2 separate regions of the Sus scrofa genome follow, and region 2 is linked to region 1. The links are chromatin contacts, called in public HiChIP or PLAC-seq maps. All regions are on one chromosome and are shown on one strand. Each heading gives the region's core, a stretch centred on a gene start, on an enhancer-like site or on the middle of the called end of the contact. The rest is flanking DNA. Distances are from core to core; before and after follow the strand shown. Region 1 has its middle 400 kb from the start of MKI67. Region 2 overlaps EBF3 (transcription factor COE3).

Region 1 (7,726 bases), core at 2,463-4,962:
CCAGTGCGGCCGTGCTCTCCCCACGCCCGTGTCTGCAAATAAGGTTTTTTGGAGGCTCACCTCTGCCAGCTGATCTTTCCAGGAACTGAGCAGGGCGTGGGCTCAGGATCGAGCTGCCTTCTATTCTCCCTTGACTGTGGCCAAGGACGGCCCCTGGCCTGGGGTGGCAGCAGCAAGGCCAGACCCAGCAGGCCATCTGCCATGAGGCGCTGTGCCAAGTTTCTCATGGATTCATCCAAGAGATACTCCTGACCCCTCTAAGAGTCTCCCCTCCACCTCACACATGGGGAACTTGTCTCAGAGGAGGTGAGAGCCTCACCTGTGGTCCCCAAGAGTAACAGCACAGTTAGGGCACAGGTGGCCTTCAGGCCCCGCCCCAGACCCCGCAGGTCCACCTGAGCCAGGCCCCTTGCCTGCCTGTAGGGTCAAGTCCAAACTATAGCCTGCAAGGCCCGAGTTTCTGCCCAAGGTCCCACCACCTCTGTGGGGGTACCAAGCCTGCTCAGGATGCTGGGGGTCCTTGCAGGTCTCCTTGAAGGCTGATGCCTCTAGCCTGCACCTGCAGTGGACATGTCCAGCTTCCACCTCCCAACCACATGGAGACTGGTACGCCCCCCTTGACCCAGTTCCCTGCAGGGAACCTACACCAGGCCCCCAGCCAGACCCCATGGAGGGCTGGGCCGCTCTCATGGTGTCCGAGCCCCGAGTGTGGCCCCATGGAAAGAGGTGCTGGTAGCCTGATGGGATCACCTGCCCTCTAAGGGGCTGGTCCGGGTGGGAGGGAGCCTCCCACTAGAATCTTTTTCTTTCCTTGCACCTGAACTTGCCAGTGGCCTGTCGGTTTCTTAACAGCACCGTGATTTGAAGGTCGCTGGCTGGGCTGGAAACGGAATGGAGGGTCCCCTGGGGAGGAGCTTGGCTGGCATGGACATGGCTGTGGTCTCCAGGACCGTCTGAGGGCACAGAAGGAGCCAGTGTTGGGTGACGCTCCCCGATGTAGTGCATATGCCAACACATGAATGCACGTGTGCGAACACACAGGCATGCACCTGTGCACACAGGCAAGTTCACACGCGCATGCAGGGTGCACATTTGTATACTCACAGCACGTGTACACATGTGTACCTTGGCAGGTTCACACACATGGCCTTGCACATGCATGTACATGCAGACACACACACGCACACTGAAGCGTGGAGGAGCCTCCAGCCCCACTCTCAGCCTTTTCCTACCAAACTCCCAGAGCTCTGAGGAGGGGGGGGCTTCTTTCAAACAACCAGCCAGGAAGGGGAACCATGATTTACCAGACCCCACACATCCCAGGCATTGGCCAGACCCTCTCCAAGGGCTGCATGTGGCCGCCTTTAAATCCAAATATTTGGCTGTCGCTATAGAAACCAGGCCTTTGCCGGGTGCACCGAGGGGGGAGGCCGCTGTTGTCTGCGCCCCCTTCTCACTGCTTCTACAGCCACAGGCCTCCCCAGACCAACCCTCATCCTGCAAAGAGAGGCCCAGGTGGGGGGAAGACTTGCTGGGACGTAGGGAGTGGGAATGGAGGGGGGCCATGGCCACAGCGGGGGCCGCCCCGTCCCCTGTGCCCTCAGCCGAGAGCCAGGCCACCCTCCCTGCCCCCCGCCTGTGCCGAAGGCCCTTCCTCTTGCTGTGTTCGCTAGGATCAATTTGTTCCCTGGTTACGGAAAAAATCAGTCTATGCTGTTTTAACATCTGAACGGTGGCTCCAAACGAGACTTCCCGGTTACATCTGAAAATGTAATAAAATAATTCTTGGTGCCGACAGCCGCCGTGGGGGCCGTTTGGCAAACGTCAAAGGGTGAGTGGGAAACGTTCACTCCTCGTGCCCGGTGTGCAGAGCGGGCCCGTTACGCCGCCTCGCCTCTGGCACGACTTGCTCTCGGCAGTGCCGGAGCTGGCGGAGGACCGACAGCGCTGCCACCTCTGTGACCACGTCCAGGGCGAAGGGCCAGCCTGCGGTCACGGCGTGGCTCTCCTGGGCGGCCCACTGCTGGCTCCATGCAGAGGCTCGCGGGCGAGGCCTTCCTGCACCCACCCGCCCCCCACCCTGAGCTGCAGGTGTCTGAGGCAGGAGATCTAAAGGGTTACTTGGGGCTCCCCTTCCCAGTTTGGGCGTGACTGTCCTTTCCTGACCCCCTGCCCATTTTTGGCGTGAGCATAGGAACTTCCTGTGGTCGTGAATTTACTTTGAGTCTGACCTGGGACAGATTGGAGGCAAAACAGGTGAATTTCATTTCTTTTTCTTTTTTCTTTTTTTGGCTGTGCCAGCAGCATGCAAAAGCTCCTGGGCTAGGGATCGAACCTGTGCCGCAGCAGTGACAATGCTGGATCCTTAACCATCATCAAACCCCTCTGTATCTTAAGCGCCCCTGGAGGCCTTCTGCTTCCTCTGCCTCTCCCATCCTGTCTTGTTTACTGGCTCCTGACCAGAATGCCACGCCACCAAGAGCCCATGCGGGAAGCCACCCCGCCCGCACTCCCCAGCAGGTCCCTAAGCCGGAGGCAACCTCTACTCTGGTGGCTGAACTACAGCAGAACAGAGATGCTGGAAATTAGAGGTGCATCCATGAGAAAAGCGATGGCAAGAGCAGGCATTGTTGAGGCAGACAGCAAGAAACAGTGACGACGAGGCTTGGGGGGAAAGAGAAGATGCAATGGAATACAGACCTGTGGTCGTTGAAGGCTTAGACTGTCTCATCAGAGCCACGGTATGTGTCCTGGGTCTCAGAAACAACCCGAGTCTGTTCTCACCCTTGCCACTGCTCTGCCTTCTGCTTGCAGGTGGAAAGTGCTGCCTGGTGGACAGAGCTGTCTGGCTGGTCCTTCCTGGGTGCAGATCCCAACCGACAGGCACCCCACTACCGCATGGAACCGCGAGAGGGCCCTGCAGGTGATGAAATCCACGAACGCGCCTCTCCCTGCTGCTCCCCTGGCGGGGAAGGGGTGTCCTCTGAAAGCATGGGCCGACAGCTCTTCAAGGGCCTGTGTAGTCCTGGCTGCGGGGAAGCCCACCCTGCTCAGAGACCCCCCCCCTTTTGGAAAAATCTGGAAGATATGAATTATTTCTGGAGCCTGGGCAGTCCAGCCCTGAGGTCTGCCCACCTGGAGCTTTCCTCGCAGGCCGTGCCACTTCCAAACCATTGCGGGATGGAAAGAAAATGGGTGCTGCAGCCAGGGTTCCGATGGCAGAAGCAACAGGGGGTGAGCGGGACTCCAGTTGCCCAGTGGACACTGCCATCTGCCCTGTAGCAGAGCCAAGCGCCCTCCAGTCTCCTGCTGTGGGCCCTGGCCTGTCCCTGCATCCCCTCTCGAATCAGTCTCTTACGCACATGTCTAAGTCTTCTTTCTCCAAGCCAAGACGGGGCGTACCCTGAAGGCAGCCATGGTTCTAGAACTTTCTCTTATGCCTTCTACTGGCTTAAGGCAGGGTAGACCCCCGGCTCTCACATAAAGTTGTCCCCTGCGGGGTCTCAGGGGCCTGGGAAGCCCTCTTTGGAGCTGGGGGCTCACCACCCCTGGGTTCCGGCCTGGGCTGACCTGCATGAGCTCTGGTGACCTCAGCACTCACGTGAGCGAGTGGCGGAGAGTAGTTTTTGGAGAGCAGCGCGTGGGGAGGCGGCTGGACATTCCTCTGCCTCCTGGAACAATGACCACAAACGCAGTGGCTCCAGCCACCTCGCATTTACTCTTCCTGCTCTGAAGGTCAGACGTTTGCTATCGGTTTCAGGGAGCCAGAGCCAGGGTGTGGGCAGGGAGCGTTCTTTCCAGAAGCTGTTGGGGAGAATCCTTTCCCTCGCCTTTTTCAGCTCCTAGAAGCCACCAGCATCCCCTGGCCAGGGAGGAGGGGGCGGGGGGCGGGGCACGTCCCTTCCGGCCTCACATCTCTCACTCTGACCGCCGGCCTCTGTCATTTCCAAGGACCCTTGTGGTTATGCTGGGCTCACCCAGCTCACCCAGAACTCACCCCATCACAGCCCCTGTCACCATCACATCTCCAATGCCCCTTCCTCTGGACTCTGTGAAGTAGCAGGTTTTAGGGACTGGGGGGTGGGGGGCGGCGGTGTTCTTGTGTCCATGAAAAAGGCACAGAAAATATGAAGGCTGAGCTGGGGGTGGGGAGGGGGACATGAGCTGAGGATAAGCCCTGTTGCAGGGGCGTCCAGCGGCTGGACGCGGTGAAATATCTATTTGCTGGGACGGCGCTCCCACCCTTGTCATCATGGTGCTTGCTGTTCCTCTGCCGGGGTAACGCCTTTTGTTTTTCAAAGTTTGAATTCTCTCTCTCTCTCATAGACACGCTCACACACACACACACACATACACGGAGCAGAGCATGCTGGTTCCTTCTGCTTTTTTTTTTTTTTTTTGCTTTCTTTTTAATTTGGCATTTATTGAAGCTGATGGAGTGAACTGGATAGAAGTACCCCAGAGTAACTGATGTGCCACTTAAAATATTGAACATCCATTTAGAAAAAAAAAAAATGTACGGAACATTCGGTCCCATCACAGCACGCGTGGCTCTGTGTCCCCAGGACCCTGGGGTCTCGGCCGGAGAGCGAATTCCCCCAACTCCAGCCTCAGAGAACCAGGCCTGCTTCTCGGCTGGAGAAATGGGAAGTTCCAGAGAACGAGGTCATTAAGCAACGTTAGCGACAGTGAGAGCAAAGGGAAAGTGACAGCAGCCAGCCGGGCCCAGGGAGAGGCTGGCCTCAAAGGCCTCCGAGGAAGCAGGGGCCCAGGGAGAGGCTGTGGACGTGCCCGGGGTGGGGGCTCCCAGCTACGGGACGTTTTTGCAAGGGCTCCTTCCTCGTTTCCCATTAAAATCTTATGCTATGTGAAGTGTGTTGCGTAACTTGGCGATGGCAGAGAAGGTTACCACGTCTTTTTTATAATTGAGAGCATTTTGGGAGGACTTAAAGGCTGTTTCTTGGGCAGCGAGGCGAGCCAGGCCTTCCTAAGAGGGCGATTTGGGGCCTCTCGCCTCGATATTTTGTAATAAAGAGTAAAACCGGTGCCTGTCACTCCGTGGAAAGGCCTGGTGAAGGCAGCTGTTTTGGGGGCAAGCCTGCCTCGGGATTTCAGGATCGACCTGGTGTTTCCGAAACGCCCAGGACTTTGATGCTGCTACAGGGCTTGTACCTAATCCTTGGAAGTCCGACTCTTGACTTGAATTTCACAGCACATGAAACTAGGCTTCTCGTGAAAACCCAGAACTTCCTTCTCTGGCCTGGCTGGAAGCATATCAAAGGCAGCCTGCAGCTGCTGGCAGTTCGCTCACGTTCCCAGCTCTAGCTGCAAAACGCAGACCTGCCCTGCGCCGCTGGCCTGCAGAGCAGGAGGATGCGGTCAGGCCGGGGAAGGCGGAGGCGAGGACTGGACCGTGGGCAGAAAATCAGGCCAGCAGCTCTCATTTCACTGCAATGAGATTTCCTGCTGCTGTTGTGGCTGAGAGGAACACGGGTCTATGACAGAGACCAACCAGTAGTTGGTGTGAGATGATGGCTTCTAGAATGGTCCTTGGCCATACCTGGGAGGACGAGGAGGCAGCAGGGCCTCGGGCCTGAGAGGCAGTGTGTTCTGGCCGGGAAACCTCTGGACCTTGAGGACTCAGCCCTGCAGAGTGTAGGAGACTTGGATGCACTGTGTCTGACAGAGACCCTTGAGCTGTGTCCTCTGACCTTCACGTTGGTTGGGGGTTGACTATGTCTTCGGCTCTGTTGTGTTTGTGCTTTTGTTTTTGGCTTTGCCCACGGCATGTGGAAGTTCCCAGGCCAGGGATCGAACCCGAGCCACAGCAGCAACCTGAGCTGCTGCAGTGACAACACGGGATCCTTAACCTGCTGAGCCGCAAGAGGACGCCCTGTCTTGGGTTCTTAAGGACCTCAGGCCTCCAGATCCAGACTCTGTTTAGACCTGTTGTAGGGTCATCAGGTTGTGAGGGACTTTATACTCCAAGATTCTGTCCGAGCTAAATAGTGGCTCATGGTCTTGTCGCCTAACAGGTGACCAGAGCCAGCGGAATCAGGTTGTTTTAGCAGATTTTAATCTTCAGTAGTAAAACGTGAAGGCATCGTTTTATTTGGAAACTCAGTCAATAACATCTTTCTTCTTGAACGCTGTGCTAAATGAGTCCAGGGTTAAACTCATGAGGCAGGAACGTGAATGACAGGTAGAAAGTTCCAGAAGGGGAGTTCCCTTCATGGCTCAGTGCTTAGCCAACCCAACTAGGATCCATGAGGATGCGGGTTCGATCCCTGGCCTCGTTCAGTGGGTCAAGGATCTGGTGTTGCCGTGAGCCGTGGTGTAGGTCACAGACGTGGTTTGGATCCCCTGTTGCTGTGGCTCTGGTGTAGGCCGGCAGCTGCAGCTCTGATTTAACCCCTAGCCTGCAGGTGCGGCCCTTAAAAAAAAAAAAAATAAAGGGAATTGATGAGGAAAATATACACTCAGAAATGCCCCAAAAGTTTTGGTTAGACCAGTAGTGAAAAAGAAAAAGACCGTCACCAACAATTGCAACTTACCTGCGGTCTTATTTCCTGCCTCAGTGTAGGTGGACAGGCCTGGTTTCCTACCATCTGGACGTTGCACCTCATGGGTAGTGGGTCACACACAAAACATGCCCAGGTGACCCTGGGGAGACTCACTAAGGTATCCAAGACTTCTTTATTTTATTTTTTAAACATTTTTATTATAGGTGATTTACAGTGTACTGTCACTTTCTGCTGTACAGCAAAGTGACCCAGTCATACATCTATATCCATACCTTTCCCCATATTATCTTCTATCGTGTTCTCTCACCATCACATAGTTTAGGGATTTCTTTAAATACAGGATTCTGTGCCCTTTACCCCCTGGGGGCTTTTTGGGACCACCTTTAGGGATTAGATAGGATCTCTTTGCAACCTTATGTGTTTATGAGCAGGCAGGAGCCACTCAAGGGCTTCACCAGTCCCCCCATTTCCCCGGGGCTGAATTCCCATCTGCCCTGGCTTGGCCATAGTCCTTCACTCTCCACGGTCCAAGGAAGGCTGAAGGCGAACCTCAGACCAGGTCAGGGGAATTAGCCCACACCCAGGGACACCAAAGCCCAGGGGCCTCCAGCCCCAAGGACCTCCATTCTCAATTACAAGGGCATCCATTCAGGGAAGGAGCTGCACAGCAGCTCCTAGACTTTCGGCTCCGGATGGTCTTGGAGGTGGCCTGCCAGAGGGCAGCTGACCTGCCTTCTCCAGCCTGGGGGTGGGCGTCTTAGCCACTGATTTTCTCTGTCCAAGCTCAGCATCTCTGTCTCTAACCTGGAGTGGACAGCAAGGACCTTCTGGGGTTGCTGTGAGGCTGCAATGTGGCGATGTCCACAGGAATTGTGATGCCTCCCTGTTGGCCCTTAAACGGCATCCCCAGGGCTCGGTCCTCCCATCTGCTCCATCAATGCCACTGACCTGACCTTATTCCACTCCTCTCAGGATTTGGAAAATCAGGTCTCTCCTGTAGCACGTACACACGAGCACCTTTCTTCCCTGGGTCCTTGTCCAGCTGAGGTCATTGTGTAAATCTGCTCAGCAAGCCCCACCAGGCAAGAGAGCCTACCCTGGGCTGGGGTGGGGTCACTCTCCTTGACTCCAGCTCTTCCAGTGCTCTGGGTACTCGGTGTATTTGTTTCCTGTGGCTGCCATGACAAACGACCATAAACTTG
Region 2 (7,726 bases), core at 2,422-4,921, 1.2 Mb after region 1:
TTGTACAGCTCCCTCGGAGTTGGATTTAATCACGCTCCGGCAAAGCCATGAGGGAGGAAGCCTTAAGTTCTCTGCTTGGAGATGGAGCAGGAATAAAAACATTGGGACTGGTCAAATGTTTATCCTCCCCGCTTCTGAAAACAACCTGACAAGAAGATGTAAGGGGCTAGGGAATAACCCGGTGCTGTTTGTAAGGCTTGGTAATAATCACACATAATCGTTTGGAAATATAGCTAATAAAAATATAATGAGTGTTCAGCAAAATCGGCATTAGGCCCAAATTACATGATATTAATACTTGAACAGGTGCAGAAAGGCGCTTTAAATGAGGTAAATGAATAAAATGTCCCAGAGCACAACTGTGTGTGCTGACAAAAAGTCAATGCCATGAATAATTCAGCGAGGAGGATTGCCAGCAAAGGTCGGCTCTCTTTGACCTTTGTGACAGGAAGTGAAAGGAAACACTGTTGACTAAAAAAAAAAAAAGAAAGAAAGAAAGAAAAAGAGAAAGAACGAAGGAACACCTCCGCTCGGGCTCCGGCTCCCCTTCTGCCATCACTTGAAAGGTGTAAACTTAAAACTCTTAAATGAGCCAAAGGAGGCTCCGGAGGGGCTGGCAGCCTAAACCTGTGGAAGGTAGCGCATCGAACTAAAGGCGATGGGAAATCGCAGACAATGAAAGGTTAAGTCAATAATATCTTCCTACAACCCAGTGTCAATTATGTATAAAAAAATCTGAGGTCAGCTGAAAAGTATTTTCAGAGCCCACAGGGTTGAAATTTTGTAACAGCTGTTAAATATGACAAAACTACCCCCCCCCCAAACTAAAGCTATTCCAAACTCTGTATGAAAGAAAATGGGATAAACAGATGTCTGGCTTCCAGACAGGAAAGTAGGACAGACTTGGAATGATAAGTCTCCCAAACTCTGAGCCCAGTGCCAGATTTACGGGGGAAGGGGCACTGCCTGCCACAGAGATGCCAGCGAGCAGGGCGCCCGAGACGGTGCCATCTGGACCCGCCCCGCCGAGCGTGCCCCCGCGCTGCCCCGGAGCACGCAGTGTGCGACCCGGCCCCTCTGGGCGGTCACGTCACCCGGCTCCCGCCACCTCCAGTCTGCAACAGTTGGACCCTGCAGCTCTGGTCCGGGGAGGCCCAGCACGGAAGGGGAGGTAAGCGCCGTACCTTCCCGGGCAAGGGCAGAGGCCCGAGGAAACACCGGGATGGCACGGGAGGAGGGCGAGAGGCTGAGTGTGGTTTTGGTTTATAGCAGCTACACCAACATCCTGTAATCATTTACAGCCCTTGGAATGTACGGGTGAAACAGGAGAGATTTATCTGTTCATAGTTGGGATGTGTGGACAATGGGTGTTCCTAATGAAGACCATCTGCTTTGTGTTTTCCCAGAAAACATTAGTCCATGAGGAAAACGATACTCCCGTCCTTTCCAGCAACACCCTCAAATCCATGCACATCCCCACACGCACGGATACGTACACAGACGGGGCTGTGTGTACACGGGGGTGTGTTCACACACACACGTGTGTGTGGTGTGTGCCCTGCGCACACGTACGTACTGTGTGGCTGTGCATGCACACATGTGCCCGCGCGTGCACCCACCCACGGGGGCCCCTGCCCTCCCTGCATCTGGCTCTCCGCAGGTCCCCCCCATCTCACCCAGATGCGGGCTCCCGCCGTGCGTCTTTACTGACCACGAGGTTTCTTCCCCGGGGCTCCGCTTCTCCTTTACCCCCGTCAGTTGCTGTATTATTTTAAACATGCCCTGGTAGGATTGTATCTGTGACACTACACCCCAAAAATGGCACTGTTTTATGGCGAAGAAAACAGTTAGCAAAAGTGAAAGCTTCCCCATCAATGAAAAGGGTTTCGTGATGCAAAAAACACCCTCACTTTTCTCCCTGTTTTTACGGAGGGGTCTCCCCACGCTGCTTGTGAGGATTTAAGGCTCTTCTGAAAGAGAACGAAACGGAACTGCGTCATTAATTGACTTAGGGCATCAGGGTCTGTAGAATATGCCAGCTCCCTGCCAGAACGGGGAGCCGACTTCTCCGCTCTCATAACACAGAAAAGCAGCCTCGGCGTGCGGAAGAGGCGCCGGGTGGGTTACAACAAATGTGGGCCCATTGATCTCAATTCAGGTTGGAGTGATTGGTTTATATCCTCGGGACAAATATGCCTTATCTGGTCAGAACCTACTAACTGTATCCAAAGGCCACAAGGAGCCAGCAAAGCACATTGTATATAATTCTTTTTTAAGCCAACTAACCAAGTGATGACATTGCTGATGGGGACCTGTAGACTGACTCACCAATCTGATGGGATATTTTATTCTGCAATACTCAGGAGGAAACACGGGCTTGAAACCCACATAGGCAACTAATTTTAGGAGGCAACACACACACACACACCACAGAGATGATTGTCATTATGAAATGGAAACACATCTCGGTGGCGAAGGGCTGCTTTTCTCGGAAGAGAGGCCCTCCTCTGGGCCTTCTCCTTTCTCTGATTAACACAACTGGCCCTAGTGAACACCAAGCTCTTCATTTTCTCCCCCTAGAAGTGCACCTTAAACTGGAGACTGCGCCAATACCGCAATCATTTCACAAGGATTTACATCAAGCAACAACATGCAAATAGTATTTGTCATGATAAGTGACAGCTCGCTTCAGAATGCTAAAAATGTACCTGCTATTTGTCATTACATAAAACCATCCTTACCTTAAAATCCCTAACATGGAAGGTGATTAAAATTCCTATCAAATTGTCATATCTTTGAATTTAGAAGCAGAACAGGTTTTTCATCAATAATTAAGACCTCCAAAGCATTTATGCCTGGCGTAAATGGAGCTGCAATCCTCCTTATTCAAATAAACTTGGTAAACCCATTAACCAAATGTTTTCACATTTTTCGCCTCCTCTCATGCTTCTAGAATATCAAATGATCACCCCCTTCTCTTAGGTTAGCGAGGCGTCAGTAATCTTAGCACATATTTTAATTAACCAAATAGAAGAGCATGTTCACTCGGACAAGCCGGATACATTTCTGCATATCTAAGGAAGACGTTTCCCATTGTGTGATAAAAATTAGTATTGAAAGTTCTTCAGTACCAAGACAGTCAGTACATGATTGAATGCTACCCAAACCAAAAGCGATCTGGAAGGGAAGGGCGCATCCAAAATGTTAGCCGAGTCCACGGGGCTCCTTCATCGCTGTGCCAGGCTAAAAACCTCACGACTCAAAAACACGTCATCTTTTTAAATGCATAAGGAGCACAAGTGGAAGACAATCCCAAAGAGGAAACACTTTACAACCCCACGCTAGGAGCACACCCGCAAGGCCTTTTCAACCATCCTACACCCAGACAAGATTCCAGGAGCGGCTCAAACACTTTCAGCCAATCAGAAAAAAATAATAATAATAATAAATTCAGTTGCAAGACAACAATCCAAGGCCATATACTTTCCATAGCCACAACACTAAAGGCAAATATAATTATATTGATTTTTGTAGTTCAAGTCCTATAAAGTGTTGAACTTGTTCTCAATTGCCTGAGTGACGGCCACAACTGGTCAACCCTATTTGATTACTAATAAGAGAGCTGTCCCTTCTGTCAGATACCGAACATTCTCCACTAAGCAAACAGCTATTCCAGCTAGTTAAACATTAGCATTGCTCTCCACTGGTGGCACATATTTCTTTAGGCTTAACTCATAGAGTTTTCCGGGTTTAATTTTTCAGACACTGGACAGCAAAGTTCATGATCAAAAGATAACTTTGTAATGAAAGCTGCTGAAATTCAACCCCTCTTCAAAACAGTCTGAACCTCTGCTTCACAAAACTGGTGTCATATGTACACATCTAGCATTTATTCGGCTTGGGTACCAATTTCAAAATCTGCAGTCAATCACACACTAGGCCTTTTGCTGTTACCCACTGTTAGGACGGAGGAAATCTTCCTCTCCCCCAGGTCACGGAAACCCCAGCGATTTGGGTGATTTGGGTGAGGGCTGGGAGAGGAGGGTGGGGGTGTTTTTGTTGTTGCTAGGAAAGCAATGCCAAGTGCATATTAGCACTATTAGGACTAATGATTAGTATCTTTAAAGGATGCAACGTTGCCCAAGGAAGATGATAAGCAGCAAGATGAAGAGCAGCAAATGTAAAGAATGCATACAGCTAATCTAGTTATGGAAATTAATGTTGGAAAATGTAACCAGCATGTGTAATTAGTTTCAATTATAACAACTTTGGTTTGTTAGTTACATATTTGCTACTTGACATAAAACGACAGCCACAATTGGAAAAAAATTAGGAGACATTTTGCAACTAATTGAGAGCAGATTCAATTCATTCTAACACTGGGCAACAATTAGGACCGGAACACCACCCAAGACTCAACTTCAGCTATCATCCGAGAGAAAAATAATGCAAAAATGAAATACTTGTTAACAAATTAGCAAAAAGCACTTTATGACATATCTCTGGGTTTAAAGCCAGAAACTCTCTAGGCATAAAGCGCTCCTCACAGTGAGAGCAGTGGCAGATGAAACTGCTTCCCTTGACAACTCGCAAGCAATTACTGAATCCCCACAGAGCGAGGCACCAGGTTTCCAAGTCAACCCACCTGTGCACGATAACACACGCGGACAACAAATGGTGCCACGCACGAGATGAGCTCAACACCAGACTCACAAACAGGGAGCAACCGGAACCCAAGCCAGGCGACGGGTTTTGTTGCTGCTGCGGTTTTGTTTTGAAAAATAAAGAAGTCATCCTTACCTGTCAATGATCACAGGGTCTGAGGGTGTTTCATTTCTATTGCCACAACTCTTCTTGTCACAGCACCGGCTGTGGAATAATGGTAAACAGTGGTTTTAATACACATTTCATCCTCTTATGTTCGACTTGCATTTTTTTTTTTTGAAGTCTGACAGTAAAGCGGTTGGAGTCAAGAAAATAAGTTATCCTACCAAGGCAGCGTGGCACGTTTAAACCCAGTGCATTCACGTGCTCTGCCGCTCAACTCGTGATGTAACTTTCTACCAGAAGGAGCAAAGTTGGGCTTAGCACTGGAGGCTAGGAGGGTGACGGAGCTACTACTGAAATTGTGATGCTAAAATATGGAAAACGTTGCCGGTGTTTGTCTTTGCAATGAACTGAGGAGAAGGGGAAGCAGGAGGCTTGGGAATAACTTTTCACAGCTTCAGCTTTTGTTTACCTCTAATTGTCAAGCTGTTATTTCTGGAAAAGATGCAAGATGCCACCTTCAACCAATATTTCTTTGGGGCATTTATTAATTATAACCACAAAAGCATGCATCAATCTATCAGAAACTTCTATTGTTCCTTCTTTAAGCCTACCTTAACTCCGTTATTGAAACTTTAATTAAAGCAGAAATGAAACAAAAATGTTATGCTTCTTGCATTTTAAAAAAGCATACTTGTATAATGGTTACATGTCTAAATTAGCTAAATTAACACCATATGGTAGGCAAAGTATATAAAGCCTTTTAAAGCTGACAGCTAAAGTGATTAAAGAAAGTCTACAGTCTTCCACTTAGAGCTTAAATCACATCTGTGCGCTTTCTATGTTAATTGCAGTACATGCAGAAGTGGATAATAAAGAAATTCCACTTTATTGGTTGTAATTTATATTTATTACCTGATATGAGAAAAAGTCAGCTTTTGTATATTAGTGCTGTAACAATATGTCTGCTCAGAAATGGCATTTAGGCAACAGGCACCGTAGCCAGGCAGAGTATGCCCCTCAGAGTCCGCGGCCTGCTACTGTAGCCTGCAAGCCTGCAAAGCAGGTCCTTATTATCCCTTGCAACTATATTTCACATGCCGCACATACAAAGTCAATGATGCATTTTTATTTGCCATGTAGGGGTGAAACTCTTGTGGTAGTTAGGAAAAAAAAACAGGTGGGAAATTGCTCTTCTGACAGAGATCTCAAGATACGTGCACGCTACCTAACAACAATATGAACGATGCATCGCTGCTCTGGGGAAGAGGTTAACTGACAGAATCACAATCCAATTCTCACATACTCCAGCTCTATAATAAGTACAAAAGAGTTTCCTTTTTATCAATATCAGACAATTGTATATCTCAGGATGCGAGCGCTTGGGAGGGAACTAGTAAAATGATTCCGACTGATCTCTGACTCCTCCGGCATCGCGGACAGATGCATCACCCAGGACCTGTTTTCATTTTTGACTACACAGCAGCGACACGGCCAACATATTAATCCGCTCTGCTGAGCAGCCGGTCGCGTTGATCACCGGGGCGGGAGGGGGGCGGTGTGTGTAAGGGGCGGGGGGGGGGCGGGATGAGACCCGGCTCCTCCGTGACCGGCCTGCGGCCGCGGGCCGATTACATTTCAATCGATGCCTTTCCCGAAGTTGGGCGGGGTGGCGGCGCCTGGACGCGGCGTCCTTTGTAGACGCAGCTGGCGCCGAGGCCGCCCGCGCCCCCGCCGCCCGCCGCCCGCCGCTCACCTGCACATGATCTCGTGGGTCAGCAGCACGCGGCACATCTCCGGGTTCTTGTCCTGGCCCTCGTAGACGATGGCCTGCGCGGGGGACAAGCAGAGGCGGGGTTACGCGGTGCCCGCGGCTTTGGCGCCGGGTCGCCCCGGGCGCTGCAGGCCTTGCGGGCTGCAGGTGCGCGGCGGGCGAGGGGAGGCGTCCCAGGCCACCCTCCCAGCGGGGTCAGCCGGAGCCTGGCTAGGCCGAGGCGGCCTACCCTCCTGGGCGCCCGCCGGGCCTGCGCGGGGCCTTCTGCTTGGGAGGACAACGGCCGCGCTCGGGCCAGGGCGAGGGCCGGGGAGAGAGGCCAAGGCCCGGGCGCAGGGAGTGAGGGGGCGCTGGCATCGACCCCAGTGCCCCAGCTCCCCAGCTCCGGGTCCTCCCGCCTGCCCGCGCCGCCGCCGCCGCCGCCGCCGCTGCTGCTGCTGCTGCTGCCGCCGCCGCCGCCGCCGGGCCGCGTCCTCGGGCCATTGTCTACACCGGATCCCAATCAGCGCATTAGGCGAGGCCGACCAGAACGAGCTAAGCCTGAAGCGGCGGGAGCCGCGCGGGCAGCGGTTTGCCTGGTGTCCAGGGCGGCGCCCTCCCTGCCCTGCGCTCTCGCCAGGCTCGGGCAAGTCGGGCGCCCGGCCGCTCCCCGCGTTCCAAGTCCCGGCGCCCGCGTGGGCCGCCCGCCCAGGCCCCGCCGCCGCCCGGAGCGCTCGGCCGCGACCCGGCTCCGCACGCGGCGGGCAGCCCTGAGGCCCGGGCACCGCAGCCGCACGTGGCCGCGCGGGGCCGGGCCTGGTGGGCGCCCCGCAGGCGTGCGGGGGGCCCCGGGGAGCCCGGGCCCGCGCGGCCACGTGCTCCTCGCCGGATGATATTTGGAAAGAAAGTGCTAATGGCCAATCTGGTGTTTATTTTGAAACTGCTAACAATGATTTTTCTCGGGTAAAAAGGCAGTGTCTGCGCACACGCTCTGGTGGGTTTTGAGCAGAGGCTCCGCCAGATGGTGCGAAGCCCTAGGTGCGCTCACGGCCGCGCTCAGCCCGGCTCCGCCGCCGGGAACCCGGGCCAGGGGCCGCCCGCGCCTGCCCCACTGCGGCCTTGCAAAAAAAAAGAAAAGAAAAGAAAAAAAAAAAGAAGAAGAAAGAAAGAGAAAAAAGGAAAAAAGCCACTGGGGGATGGGCAGGG

The links. HiChIP or PLAC-seq counts read pairs in DNA pulled down with a chosen protein or histone mark.
Region 2: an H3K27ac HiChIP or PLAC-seq map of skeletal muscle shows a contact between it and region 1, with 7 times the contacts expected there. The contact joins two enhancer-like sites. A contact is called at or near these places in 2 of 47 Hi-C or Micro-C datasets (fetal skeletal muscle and omental adipose tissue) and 1 of 2 datasets of contacts at active chromatin or transcription factors (skeletal muscle).

What each region holds. Positions count from the first base shown.
Region 1 is chr14:137,692,544-137,700,269 of Sscrofa11.1, forward strand. No RefSeq gene overlaps it. Among named protein-coding and RNA genes, the nearest start is that of MKI67, 400 kb to the left of the region's middle. Within about 2 kb of position 3,713, at least 13 of the 83 cell types and tissues checked have an H3K27ac peak or open chromatin away from gene starts, as enhancers often do. A contact at or near this core is called in fetal skeletal muscle and skeletal muscle, where this site is marked.
Region 2 is chr14:138,924,095-138,931,820 of Sscrofa11.1, forward strand. EBF3 (transcription factor COE3) reads right to left here. Exons shown (of 17, transcript XM_021073765.1): 5 at 6,524-6,597; 6 at 4,801-4,869. LOC110256834 (a long non-coding RNA gene) reads left to right here. Exons shown (of 2, transcript XR_002338850.1): 1 at 1-1,171; 2 at 4,128-4,267. Among named protein-coding and RNA genes, the nearest start is that of EBF3, 7.5 kb to the right of the region's middle. Within about 2 kb of position 3,672, at least 6 of the 83 cell types and tissues checked have an H3K27ac peak or open chromatin away from gene starts, as enhancers often do. A contact at or near this core is called in fetal skeletal muscle and skeletal muscle, where this site is marked.